Regions from separate parts of the Mus musculus genome. Here regions 1 and 3 are each linked to region 2. The links are chromatin contacts, called in public HiChIP or PLAC-seq maps. All regions are on one chromosome and are shown on one strand. The core of a region is the stretch at or near the end of the contact, and the rest is flanking DNA. Distances in the headings are between cores, read along the strand shown.

Evidence for each region. HiChIP or PLAC-seq counts read pairs in DNA pulled down with a chosen protein or histone mark.
Region 1: a contact with region 2 is called in a FOXA1 HiChIP or PLAC-seq map of pancreatic cancer cells. The contact joins the promoter of Nrf1 here to the promoter of Prrt4 in region 2. A contact is called at or near these places in 1 of 39 promoter capture datasets (liver) and 1 of 115 datasets of contacts at active chromatin or transcription factors (pancreatic cancer cells).
Region 3: a contact with region 2 is called in an H3K27ac HiChIP or PLAC-seq map of embryonic stem cells, with 3 times the contacts expected there. The contact joins the enhancer-like site here to the promoter of Prrt4 in region 2. A contact is called at or near these places in 1 of 39 promoter capture datasets (cranial neural crest), 4 of 115 datasets of contacts at active chromatin or transcription factors (embryonic midbrain, embryonic stem cells and neural tube) and 2 of 9 other capture datasets (embryonic stem cells and pancreatic islet).

What each region holds. Positions count from the first base shown.
Region 1 is chr6:30,046,034-30,049,650 of GRCm38.p6, forward strand. It overlaps Nrf1 (nuclear respiratory factor 1), which reads left to right and starts at 1,955. Exons shown (of 12, transcript NM_001164226.1): 1 at 1,955-2,080.
Region 2 is chr6:29,177,114-29,181,248 of GRCm38.p6, forward strand. It overlaps Prrt4 (proline-rich transmembrane protein 4), which reads right to left and starts at 2,471. Exons shown (of 5, transcript NM_001101443.1): 1 at 2,344-2,471; 2 at 4-718. The coding sequence starts at 655.
Region 3 is chr6:28,549,263-28,553,399 of GRCm38.p6, forward strand. All of the region lies in intron 10 of Snd1 (staphylococcal nuclease and tudor domain containing 1), which reads left to right. Among named protein-coding and RNA genes, the nearest start is that of Snd1, 71 kb to the left of the region's middle. Within about 2 kb of position 1,504, at least 23 of the 459 cell types and tissues checked have an H3K27ac peak or open chromatin away from gene starts, as enhancers often do. A contact at or near this core is called in embryonic stem cells, where this site is marked.

The DNA.
Region 1 (3,617 bases), core at 705-3,204, 870 kb after region 2:
GCCACCTTCAAGGATTTTAGACGTTAGACATCCCAAACAGGGAAATAACACAACACAATCTGCTTTTTTTTTTTTTTTTTTTTTTTTTTTTTGAGACAGGGTTTCTCTGTATAGCCCTGGCTGTCCTGGAACTCACTCTGTAGACCAGACTAGCCTCGAACTCAGAAATCCACCTGCCTCTGCCTCCCGAGTGCTGGGATTAAAGGCGTGTGCCACCACGCCCAGCTACGATCTGCTTTTTTTTAAAAAAATGAAGAAAAGAGTCCATTCAAGTTGAAGTGTGCAGAAGGGGCTGGGGAGAGCAAGTCCAGGGTCTGGGAGCCAGTTCAGAGTCTAAGTGCAGCACCTCCACACGAAAGCAGCCTGGACCAAAGTCAGAAAGAGGCAACAACGCTTTAAAGATGTCATTGGATGGCCAGGCAGAGGGTCCATGTCTTTAATCCCAGAACTTGGAAGGCAAGGACAGGATAAAAATCTCTGAGTTAGAGGCCAGGCCAGTCTGGTCTTTATGGTGAGTTTCAGGCCATCCTGGGCTACATAGTTGAGACCCTATCTCAAAAAAAAAAAAAAAAAAAAAAAAAAATCATTGAGGCAAAGAGGAAAGAGCAGACATTATTCCTACAGGGATGGGTAGTGACAGTGATATCGGTTTGATTTAGAAAACATTAAGGGTGCCAGGCAGTGGTGGCGCACGCCTTTGATCCAAGCACTGGGGAGGCAGAAGCACGCAGATTTCTGAGTTTGAGGCCAGCCTGGTCTACAGAGTTCTTGGACAGCCAAGCCAGGGCTACACAGAGAAACCGTCTCTAAAAACCAAAAAAAAGGAAAAAGAAAAAAAAAGAAAGGAAGGAAGTAAGGAAGGAAGGAAGAGAAAAGAAACCGTTAAGGGAAAAAGGCATTCAGTTAAGCTGGGCAGTGGTGGCACACGCCTTTAATCCCAGCACTGGGGAGGTAGAGGCAGATGATCTCTGGGTTGGAGGTCAGCTTGGTCTGCAGAGTGAGTTCCAGGACAGCCTGGTCTACACAGAGAAATCCTGTCTTGGACTAAAAAAAAAAAAAAAAAAAAACTACATAAGACAAAGGTATCCAATTAAAAAAATGTTTGCTTATTTGTTAAGCTGTTTTCTGACACCATGTGGGGCATTTATCTAGTGCACATTAAATCTCCCAGAAGTGTTAAAAATGCAGATTCTAGGTTTCAGTTGGAGCTGGGACTCCCGGTGGTTCTGATGGGGGCTCCTGATGACATAACAAAAGCAACCCAAACTACCCCATGTCCCCAACCTTTCATTTTCCCACTGTCTGCTCACTTGTTAGGCATACTAGGATACCCTATTGCTTCATCTAAGCGCCGAGAAAGCAAGGGCAAGAACTTACTTTTTTATTTTTATTAAATAGAGCCTTGGTTTGCTAACAGGTGCACTTCGGAGCACCCATAACAGCATCCAGTACGGAAAGGGGCCCTTTAGAAATGTTGGTCTAAGGAACGAGAGAATAAATTACCATATTGCTTTGTACCAAAGTTCCCCGTTTACAGATCTGGTTGGGGCTTTGAAACAGAGAAACAAAGCGCATTTCAGAGAGGGGTCGAGGCGACTACGCAAAGGCGCGCCGAGTAAAATGTGGGGGAGCCGCTTTGGAGCGGAGGTCTCAGTTCCCCGCGCTCGGCTCCGAGCGGAGGGCTCCTTCGGATTAGCAACCATCTTGGGCGGCATGAACCACTTCGCCGCCGCGTCCGCGACTTGCTCAGCCGGTTGCCCTCCTGGTCCGGGCCCCGGCCAGCGCTGCCGAGCCGCACCAGAGGCCGACGAGGCGGCCGGGGGTCTCAGAGAGCGCCGCCGAGAGCCCCCTCCCCGGAGCCGCAGAGCCGTGCTGGCCTCGCCATCATGGCGGTCTCCGGGCGGGGAAGCCGAGCCGTGCGTCGCGTGCGTGCCTCCTCCCTCCCCTCCCCCTCCTCGGCGGCGGCGGCGGCGGCAGAGGCGGCAGCGCTCGCCATTGCCGCTGGTGGCAGGAGGCTGCGAGGAGCCGGCGCGGTCGCAGTCTCCACGGCGCAGGCCCACGGTAGCGCAGCCGCTCTGAGGTGAGTGCCCTACCGCGCAATCTCCAGCTATTTCAGCCCCGGCGCAGCCGCAACACGCCGCCCGCCCGCCGGCCGGCCGGCCCGCCCCGCAGCCGGCACCCTGCCGCCCCCGGCTCGGGGCCTGGGCCCCCGCCGGATTCGGCCTGCCTGGGGCGGGGGGCCCGGGCCCGGGCCCGGCCCAGCCAAACCGCCACCCCGAGGATGCGCAGGCCGCACTAGGCCCCGGGCGTCCTGGCGGGCTCGGTAGGGAGGCGGCTGCCCTCCCGAGAGCCCCAGGGTTCCGGCCTCCCCTACCGCCTCGGGTTCTCCCGGCCGCGGCCTCCTCCGCGCCGTGGAACCCCGGGCCTGGTCTTCCTTCTGCGGGCTCGGGAGCCGGCGGCCCGGGAGAGCGCGCCGGGCCCGGGAGCGGGAGGTGGGTGGGCTGCGCGGGACCGGAGCGGCGGCTCGGCGCTCGCCCCCTCGGCTCTTCCCGGCTCTGGCCCGCCGGTGGCTCGGTGCGGCCGGGCGGGGCGCGGGAGTGGCTGTCTCTGGCGGGAGAGGAGGCTGGTGGTTCGGCCGGGCGACCTCCGAAGCTTCCCTCCCGCCGGGGTGGCGTGGGATGGTTACCCAGGTGGACTGGGGGGCGCTGAATATGGCGCGCTGCCCACCTTCTTGCAAGTTGTGAGGAGGCGCCTAGGCGGCAGTTCGAGGAGGAGGAGGAGGGCGCAAAGTCCTTTTGTACGCAGAAATAAGGAGCGACATTGTGTTTTTCCTCTCCGGCGGAGATACCCACCGAGGGGCCTGGGTTCTTCCTGGGACTGGCGTGGTGGTCTCCGGGGGACAGGAGGGGGAGGTGGCGCACCCCTTAAGAAGGAACGGAGCCTTTGCCTCGGATAAAACAGGGGGTCTGGGGTGGTCTTGTGCTTGATTCTCTCCCACATCTCCCAGGCTTTCGTGGATTCGTGGGTTTGCCATTGCATGTTCTGTAGTGATGTCCACTGTTTCTCACCTGTTGTGTCGTTGCTGCTGGCCCCAAACTTTGTTCGGTGCATCTGACTACCCACCAGAACTTGAAAATGTTAAACATACATTAATGTTGTTAGAGCTTCAAAGGCTATCTGCTCTGACCAGTTGGAGGAGCTGTTAGCAGGTCATCCCCATCTTCCCTGCCATTAAAGTATCTTGTACTGATGATGGCTTATGTTAGAGTTGGTATCGGTTGGGCCGATTTTTTTTTTTTTTTAAGTAGGCAAAGCAAAACTTCCATTTTAGTGTTTAAATCTCCATTTATTGGAGAAAGTTGGTGGGAGTGAACCTGTCAGTTGGGACAGTGCTCTGTAGGAGAATGGGGACAGCTTTTGTCCTTGGAGGAGTGGTCCTTTTTGGTCCTTTTTCCAATCTTCGGCAGATCCTTTTAAATGCCTTTTCCTTTAGTCATAAACAGTAAGTTAATGGATTGTTCCTCACTCCGGGGAAGAGAAGAGGGGTGACATATATATTAAATGAGTGTTGATTTTGCTTTTTCATTTAGTTATGTCCTGACTCCCTAACATTGTTT
Region 2 (4,135 bases), core at 1,221-3,720:
TACCAAAAGGTCCCAGGCGCCCAGCAATCTCTGCCAGGCTGGCCCGCAGGCTGGGCAGCAGAGGTAACGACCGATGACCAAGAGTGGGGGCTGCACCTGCTCTTAAAGCTACATCAAACTTCAGCTCAAGCTCACTCTGATGAGGCCTGGGAGCACTGGTTGGAGGTGCTGTCGCTGTCAGAGCAGTGGCCCAGGTCACGGTGCCCATCCTAGGTTGAGAGTGAGCAGTGGGCCGCTTGGTGGGCCCTGAGAGGCGGGATGTGGATTCGGGAGGCAGGGAGGAAGCCCAGGGTGTAAAGCTGCCTTCAGCAGAGCCCCACTCTGGGAGGTAGTTCCCAGGGGACCCCACCAGCAGTTCCCAAAGGGGATCAGTCCTCAGATCGCCTTCCTCCTCTTCCTCAGACTCCTGGCCTAGTCCAGGAGAGAGAGGATGGGTCTCGGTGACAGGATTTCCCCAGACAGCAGCAGGTCCCCGGAGATGGAATTTGAAGTTTAGCCCCAGGTTGAGAGAGAGCATAGAGGCCTCACTCTGAGGTGGTGGGGTCAGAGTAGTAAGAGGGGCACCTGGTACAGAGGAAGCAGGCTGTGGACCCACAGGTACGGCAAGCAGGACCCAGCAGAACAGCCCCAGCTCCAGGCAGCTGCGGCCTGCCATGGCCCCACCTGGCTCAGCAACGCGGGTGGGCAGGGAGCTCACTTCTTCAGCAGCTCAGGGGTCCTAGAGGGAGAAGTGCTGGGAGTCAAGGCCTCCACCCGCCTCTTCCCGGATCAGATGCCCCAGGCAATGGCTCTAATCACAGAGAAGCAGGTGCAGGAACACAGGCAACGTGTTCTGCCTAAAAGAGGCATGGCAACTCTTCTTGCCAGCCCCCTCTCCACTACCTGCAGGCTCCAGGGCAAATCTCTTCCCTGCACACACTACCGCCATGCACACCCAGCCTTCCCACAAGGGGGCCTGATGTCTGACCAGAAGTCTGACTACAAGCAGGAGCCTCATCCTGAGCCAGAACAGAGGGAATCAACTTAACCTCCCAGAGGCAGATTCCCTCCCTCCTCACCCACCCCTCTACCCAGCTTTCTCCATCCCCCACCCCCCATCTCTCAAATATCTACTGAGGCCCACTGTATATCAAGCATCGTCCCAGTAATACAGTGGTAAAGAATGCAGACCCTTCCGGTTCGCTCCTGATCCCCACCTCCAGACCCAGCAAGAAACCACTGGTGCACAAGGCCCTCAGAAAGGGCAGGTCACAAGCCTGAGTGATCTGACCTGCAAGGCCATACAGCCAGCGAAGCAGGGTCCCGGGCCTAGCAGAGGCTCTCCGGAGCCTTTCCCCTCTTTCTAGGGGTTTGGCCTGCAGCTACCCTCCCCATGACCTCAGGAGTTTTTGAGGGAGGGACCATTAACCCTTTCTGGCTCCGTAGGAAAGGAGGTCAGGCAGGCAAGCTCGGTAAGGGGCAGCAGCTGCAGAAAGGCTACCCCCCTCCCCAGAACACATCTGGTGGGGGAAGGGAGAATGAACCAGGGACACACGTGCACCCAGTACCCTTACATCACACACACACACACACACAGCCGCACCTAGCACCCGTGACACACTCACCCACGCACCCTTCACACACTCCTGCACATATACACACTCCACCCTGATGCGCCCCTTTCCCTCCTACGTAGGCTCGCTCTCTCTCTCTCTCTCTCTCTCTCTCTCTCTCTCTCTCTCTCTCTCTCTCTCTCTCTGCATATGCAGTCAGCAACACACACAATCCTAACACACTGTACATATACACCACACACCATCATTTCTATCAACCCCATCTCACGCCCCTTACACACCCACCCCTCGCAGGCACACAAGCACACGCGCGTGCGCACACCACACTCCCGCTTCCCCAGTCCAGACCGACGGACCTGCTTCTCTCGCTCGGGCGAGTCCCCGGGGCCAACCCCCGGGAGAAGGGGCACCCTGGCTCAGGGGGCCCCAGCAGGGCAAGGCTCGGCGAGTCTAGCCTGTTCTCCGTTGCGCCCAAAGCCGGGACTCGAGCTCAGAGTCCCCGGATTCCCTTTGGCTTGCCGGGCGATCGCAGCAGCTGCCGGTCTGTCCCCGGCTGGGTCTGCGACCCGCAGCGCTCTTAGCAGGCGGCGGGCGGCCGGGCTGCGCTCGCGATCCGCACTCCGCTCCCTCCCCGCGGCGCCGCCTCCTGGCTGTGAGCCCGGCTCCCCGGCCCAGCGCCCGCGCCCGGGCCCCGCAGCTGCCGGGCTTCTTGCAGCCCTCCCCGCTGCCTCCCGCGCCCTCCCTCCTCTCCCTCCTCCTAGCCCGCCCGCTGTTCGCGGTCCGCCCCTACCCGGGCCGGCAGGCGGGCGCGCACATCAGCGCGGAGCCACGGCCACCTCGCTGCTCCGGCCCCACGCGCACTCATTCACCCAGCGCTGCCAATCAGCTGCGGGAGAGTCGGTGCCTCGTTCTCAGCCTGGCGCTGGCAGCCACAGGCTCGGAGGACAGCCCAACGCACACACCCACAAGCACGCCATTCCCGAGAAACACCCTCAGGCGAGGGCACTGGGCGCGCGCGCGCACACACACACATTCACACGCACACAAGTACGTGCACACATGCAACAGTAGTCTGGCATAGGTTAGTATCCCAAGCAATCAAAATCCACTCCGTTGAACCCTGGATAAAGACTTACTGCTCTCCCTTACAACAATGGGAACAAATGTGTTCCCATTTTAGAGATAGATAAGTCCCCAGAACTTATCAAATTGCTTAAGATTGCTCAGTTTGGCGGAGACTTGAACTCAGTCTTTCTGCTTGCCTTCTTCACCACCTGGTGGTTTGCAAACATACAACCACCGAGGAAGGCCTCCTACGCTTCTTCGCAGGCCAACTGCCAAATGTCAATCCCCATTCATAGCGTCTCCTTTTGCTAAAATCTCTCCAAAATACTCAGCTTCAGAAATATCTGTGGGAGAGAATAGTGAGACAAGCTGGTGTGCGAGGTGGATCACAATTTGTCTCCAATAAGACGTGGTAGAAGAACATAGAAACAAAGAAAGAGCACCCAGCCAGCCTCATGGCACTGCTAGCTAAGAGTACTGAGCAGTCGCTAAGCCTGCTGCACTATCTAAAGGCTGTATTGTTGACTGACAGGATTAAGTGTGGCTTGTTGGAGGCTGAGGCAGGCGGATTTCTGAGTTCGAGGCCATCCTGGTCTACAAAGTGAGTTCCAGGACAGCCAGGGTTATACAGAGAAACCCTGTCTCGAAAAAAAAAAAAAAAAAAAAAAAAAAGTGTGGCTTGTTTGTTAGTCTGGAGTCTCTAAATCCCTTCATGTTTTCTTTCTTCCAAAACGGTGAATTTGATAGAAACGTGCGTGCGGGCGCACATGCGGGCGCTCGCGCGCGCGCGCGCACACACACACACACACACACACACGGAGGGAGGGAGAGAGGGAGGGAGGGAAATGTCTTTAATTCTGTCACTTGGCAGGCAGAGGCAGAAAGATTGAAAGTTTGAGATCAGTCACACTCACAAATTGATACTCTCTCAAACAAACAAACAACTCCAACCAACCAACCAGACAGACAGAAAGGCTGACAGACCAAACTGCAAAAGACTTGCCCATTTTGCTGGGTGTGAAGACAAAAACCCAGCATCACCCTTCAGGTGGTAAAGGCAAAAGGATCCAAGTTCAAGACTGCTGTTGTTGGCCATGGAGGGATTTTTGAGGCCAGCTCAGGCTACCTGATAACCAGCCTCAGTAGACAGGTAGACAAAAGTGAGCTAGTCCTGCCCCAGAAAGCAGAGACATAGCATAATATTTTGGTCAGGGGAAGAGCAGGCAATGTGTTGCAATTCAGAAAGGCATCTGAGACTCATTTTTGGATCACAGAACTCATGCCACCAATAGATTCAAGATCAAATTGGGTCTCCCACCAAGCTCTCAGAGTCCGACTGTGAATCTGGGATTTATCCTGAGTCTCCAAACAAAACACTGGGAAAGCCGTGCTCTAGGAGTCCCTAAAGGAAACCACTACTCTGCCCTTCTCCCCAGGCCACTGGGGGCTGCCTAGAGGCAGTGTGTTAGGATTCAGACTCTAATTTTTTTTCATATGTTTTATAAACGCTATCCCAC
Region 3 (4,137 bases), core at 254-2,753, 630 kb before region 2:
CTATATACAGAGTTCCTGGACAGTTAGCATGTCAGGGCTACATAGAGAGGAAAAAAAATAGTTCTCTTTTGTTGTTGTTGTTGTTGTTGTTGTTGTTTGTTTTTTAACTTAAAAATATTCAAAGTAGAGCTCTTACTGAGGTTTAGTACCTGTGCTAGTTCATTTGGTATGTTAGTACAAATCAGAAAGGGATGTCCTTTCCCCTAGAGCCTCAGCTCAGTCAGGGCTTGGCACACAGAGGGGAAGCTGAATTTCAGCTCCTCTTCTGTCTCTGTCCCTTTGGCTCGATGCCCTTGTGTAAGATGCAGCTTGCACAAGAATATATTCCTGCCCTAGTTAGACCAAGATCTGGTAGGCTCTCCAAGGAAAAGATGGTGTATTGTTGGGAGATGGGGAGTAGCCCTGTAGTCTCAGAAACCCCGAATGCTAGGATGGTTTGGGGATGAAGGTATGTGGTAGGTGGATTGTACCAGGCCTCCAGGCATGCACTTGGGAAATTACCTTTTGTGTAAGTAACCAGGTACTTTCTCGAGGGTCAATGGCTTGGAAATGGAGAAAGGTATAATCCAATTGCTTATGGTATGAGCACTCTTAAGCAAAAGAGCCATGTGGGAGAGAATGCAGATGCAGAAGCTGGAGGATAGATAACAGAGGAGACTTGAGTGAGCAGTGTGATGGGCAGGCAGATGGCCTTAGCAATTCCTGCCATACGGCCGGCTGACCTGAGCTCCAGATGAGGACCCAGTGATGTTACTTTTAGAAAAGTATGTGGCACATTCGCTTCACTGTTTCTCTTCCTCCTTCCCTAGAAATTTTAGTAGTCTATCATTAGTTAAGCACATCTTCTGGACAACATCTAGAAATAGCATGGCAGTGGGGTGTGGGTGTGGGGGCTCTGGGGTGGGGTGGAGTCAGGGTGGTGTAATAGGAAAAATTGGATGGGGGGGGTACCATTTCTTAAATTTTACAGGGAAACAAGGTTTTGCCCAGGGCTAACTGTACTTTCTCCCTTCTGCTCTGGTTATTTTCTAATTGAGCTAGACGAAGCATTTAAAACACCAGAGCAACTGTTTTTTCTCCTAGGGCTTTCCTGGATTGCCTGGCAGATCCTGTGTTGTGATAGGAGTGTGGTTCGTGGTGGCTGGTGGGATGGGAGGATTAAATGCATGAGTGTGTGTAGTTAGTAGTCCCTCAAGCATTCGGGTGGGTGTGACTGCAGGTGTTGGTCTTGCTTCTGGATGGTTCAGGGTGAATCTAGTGTCCGCTCTTAGGAGCTATGCACTCCTTCAGGCTGAAAGCCTGTTTACAACTTACATGTGATGCTCTTGTGAACCTGCACAGGCATTGGGGTTTCTCTAAAGGCAGAGCTTGCTTTATCCAGTTGTTTGCCATAAAGAAGTAAGTCTTAGAGAAAGGCTCTGGCTTTTCTGAGCTGCTGCCTTGAAGGAGATAGTACATTGTGCAATCTTAGGGCTTCCTAGGGAGCTCTTGGCTTTGATCTGAAACTGGAAAGCCTAGTGCTCCATAGCCCAGAGCTTCCATAGGCTTTGTGTTACACTTGGAGTGTTAATGACAAAGGAAACAGCCCCCAGGCATCCAGTGCAGGGGCTGACTTATTTCCTCCTGAAGTCTGCTCTTGGAGTGCTATTGTAGTTGTTGGCACAGAGAGATGGAGCTGAAATTTACCTAAAAAACAGGTAGAGTGTTTGCTCAGCCCCGGGTGTTTCGTGGATTACGTTTGCTTTTGGTTGCAGAGCCTCTTCTCTGGCTCTGTTGTGCAGTGTGTCTGGCTCTCCCTTTTCTCCCTTGGACTCTGTCTCTGGCTTGGTACTCAGGAAAAGTGGAAGTCCAAGGGTAGAAGCTGGTCCTGTACTGCTATTGCTGTCTGTTCATTTCCATTCCCTGTCCTTGAGCTTCTTCACTCTGAACTCACCATAAAGATTCTTTCACATCACGGCCTGTAAACATTCAGGCCTGGGCAGTGAAGGGTCTTTCTAAGCTTGTGTCCTTGCTGCTTTTACTTTGGGTGTCTCTCCCAGGTCTGTGCCCCCTGGGATTCTTGGACAGGCACTTTGGCAGAGAGGAACTGCAGGTAAGTACATTACTAAGGATGCCCTGGAAATCTCAAAAGCTTTTTTTCAGAGGCAAGGCTGATTCAGGTTCTGATAACTCCATCTGTTGTGTAGGACCCTGGTGTGCTTTGCCATTTAGACACAGTTACAAGTGGTTCTCAGCCCATTCCCTCTAGTTTTGACTTTTGAAAGAAAGATGAGTGGTCCTTCTGGATCCTCAGTCAGACCATGTGGCCACTAAGATGCATACCAAGAGAAAGCTGTGAGGTTAGAGTCCCTAAGCAAAGTACGGGCAAACCAATAAACCCGGTAACTGTGATCTCAGGCTTGTAACTGGAAACATAAGGCAAACAGCAAATTAGAGAGGGACTCCAGCTTGGCATTAAGGACCTTGGAGACAAGCAAAAGCTCTTTGAAATGGATATAGCATTCCACCCGTTTCCAATGGAGAGATTTGGGGACTGCGGCAGTGTGATCAAAAGACATGGAACGTGTCAGAGTGCTGGCAGAGGCTTTCTGTACCCGGTTCCAAATTGTTTGATCTGGGCATTTTTGAGATGAACACTTGAAACTTCCTTTATTGAAGGCTGAAAAAAATTTCTATTAGGAAATGGGCATAACTCACCTATTTAAGATTCCAAAATGTGCATGTGCTGTTTTTGAGATTACTATCCAGGTGCCATCACTTAAATCACTGCTGTGATCTGCTTCTCAGCTGAGAGGTCACTGGCCAGCAAGGCTGGCTCCTTGTGATGAGGTCAAGACACTGAGTATCTAGACAGAGCAGTTTCCTAAAATGGACACGCCACTGATCTTGGTCGGGATATTTTAAACTGGAAAAGACAGCATGTGCCTGTCTTGTTGCATTTGATTTCTTTCTTCTCTGTCTTACAAATTATATTTCCTTCCATTCCTTGAGCCAGAGATCCCCTTGCCTCTTTCTTTCAAATCATATTTGTGGGATTTTAACAACCTCCTGGTGGGACTTGGTGGTTAATCCCCCGAACCTTGTGCATTTACCTTTTCCAGCCCATCTCTCTTTTCTCTGTTCCTTTAATCATCACTATCACACAGTTGTAACATTTTCAACTTATCTAAATCTTGCTCATGCTGTGTGTTCATGTTTCTTTCCACTTCTCAGTCTCGTTGAGCTGTAGTGATTCTCTGTTGTTTCTGGAGTTGGCGGCACCATCATTTACTGTTCTCTGACCTCTCTCTGTGCCCTCTGTCTTGCTCAGGTTCTTAAGAATCCTGTTAGGTCAGAGACTTCTTTCTGTACACACAGGCCCTTCCTTCTCTCCAGCATGATACCTGTTGATGTGCATGCCTGCTTTTCTCTGTGAAGTCTAAGCACCGCTGAGGGCAGGAATGCCATTTCTCATCTTTATCTCCCCTTTCCGAATCTTGTAGAGAGTACTATGACCATAGTAGACAATTATCAAATGTTTAAATCATGTCTGCTGAGGCATGAGAAGTAATTTCATAGATTGCTTTTGAGTGGGCATCATTTTGCCTACTCGAAACCCTCTGTTAATCTCTGGATGCCTCTGCTAGCTCTGTTCAGCTGGGGCTCCTGTCCTGGGTTCATAAGTCCCAGGAGGGCGTCTTTGCTTCCCTGGTTTCTCCCTTCCCTCTTAATTGCATTGCTTGGTTTTGCTGGATAGTTTACACCTGGATTAGATGTTGGCAGCTACATCATTTCCCCACTCTGTTTTAGCCTAACTTCTGCCATTGCTTAACCAGCCCTGCCTCTTTCTGTATGGTTTCCCCTTAATGTACATTCTTTTAGCACAGTGTAGCTTGAGTTCAATCCACCCAGCGGGGTTATTTTCAGGATTTTACGTGTCTTTGAAGATCAGTCCCTATTTGACTCTGTCTTTTAACACCTCTGTTCTTACTCAGGGTTTTCCAAATGTCTTCTCTCGGGTATGTTGATTCATCGACGTCTTTAGGTGGACTTTTTACTCAGGGCTGTTTTTTTCCCTCTTCTGTTGTCGACCTTGCTGGTTGTCAGATTATTTCTTTGCTGGAACTAATTTTAAAATCAATTAGAGAGCTTTTCCCG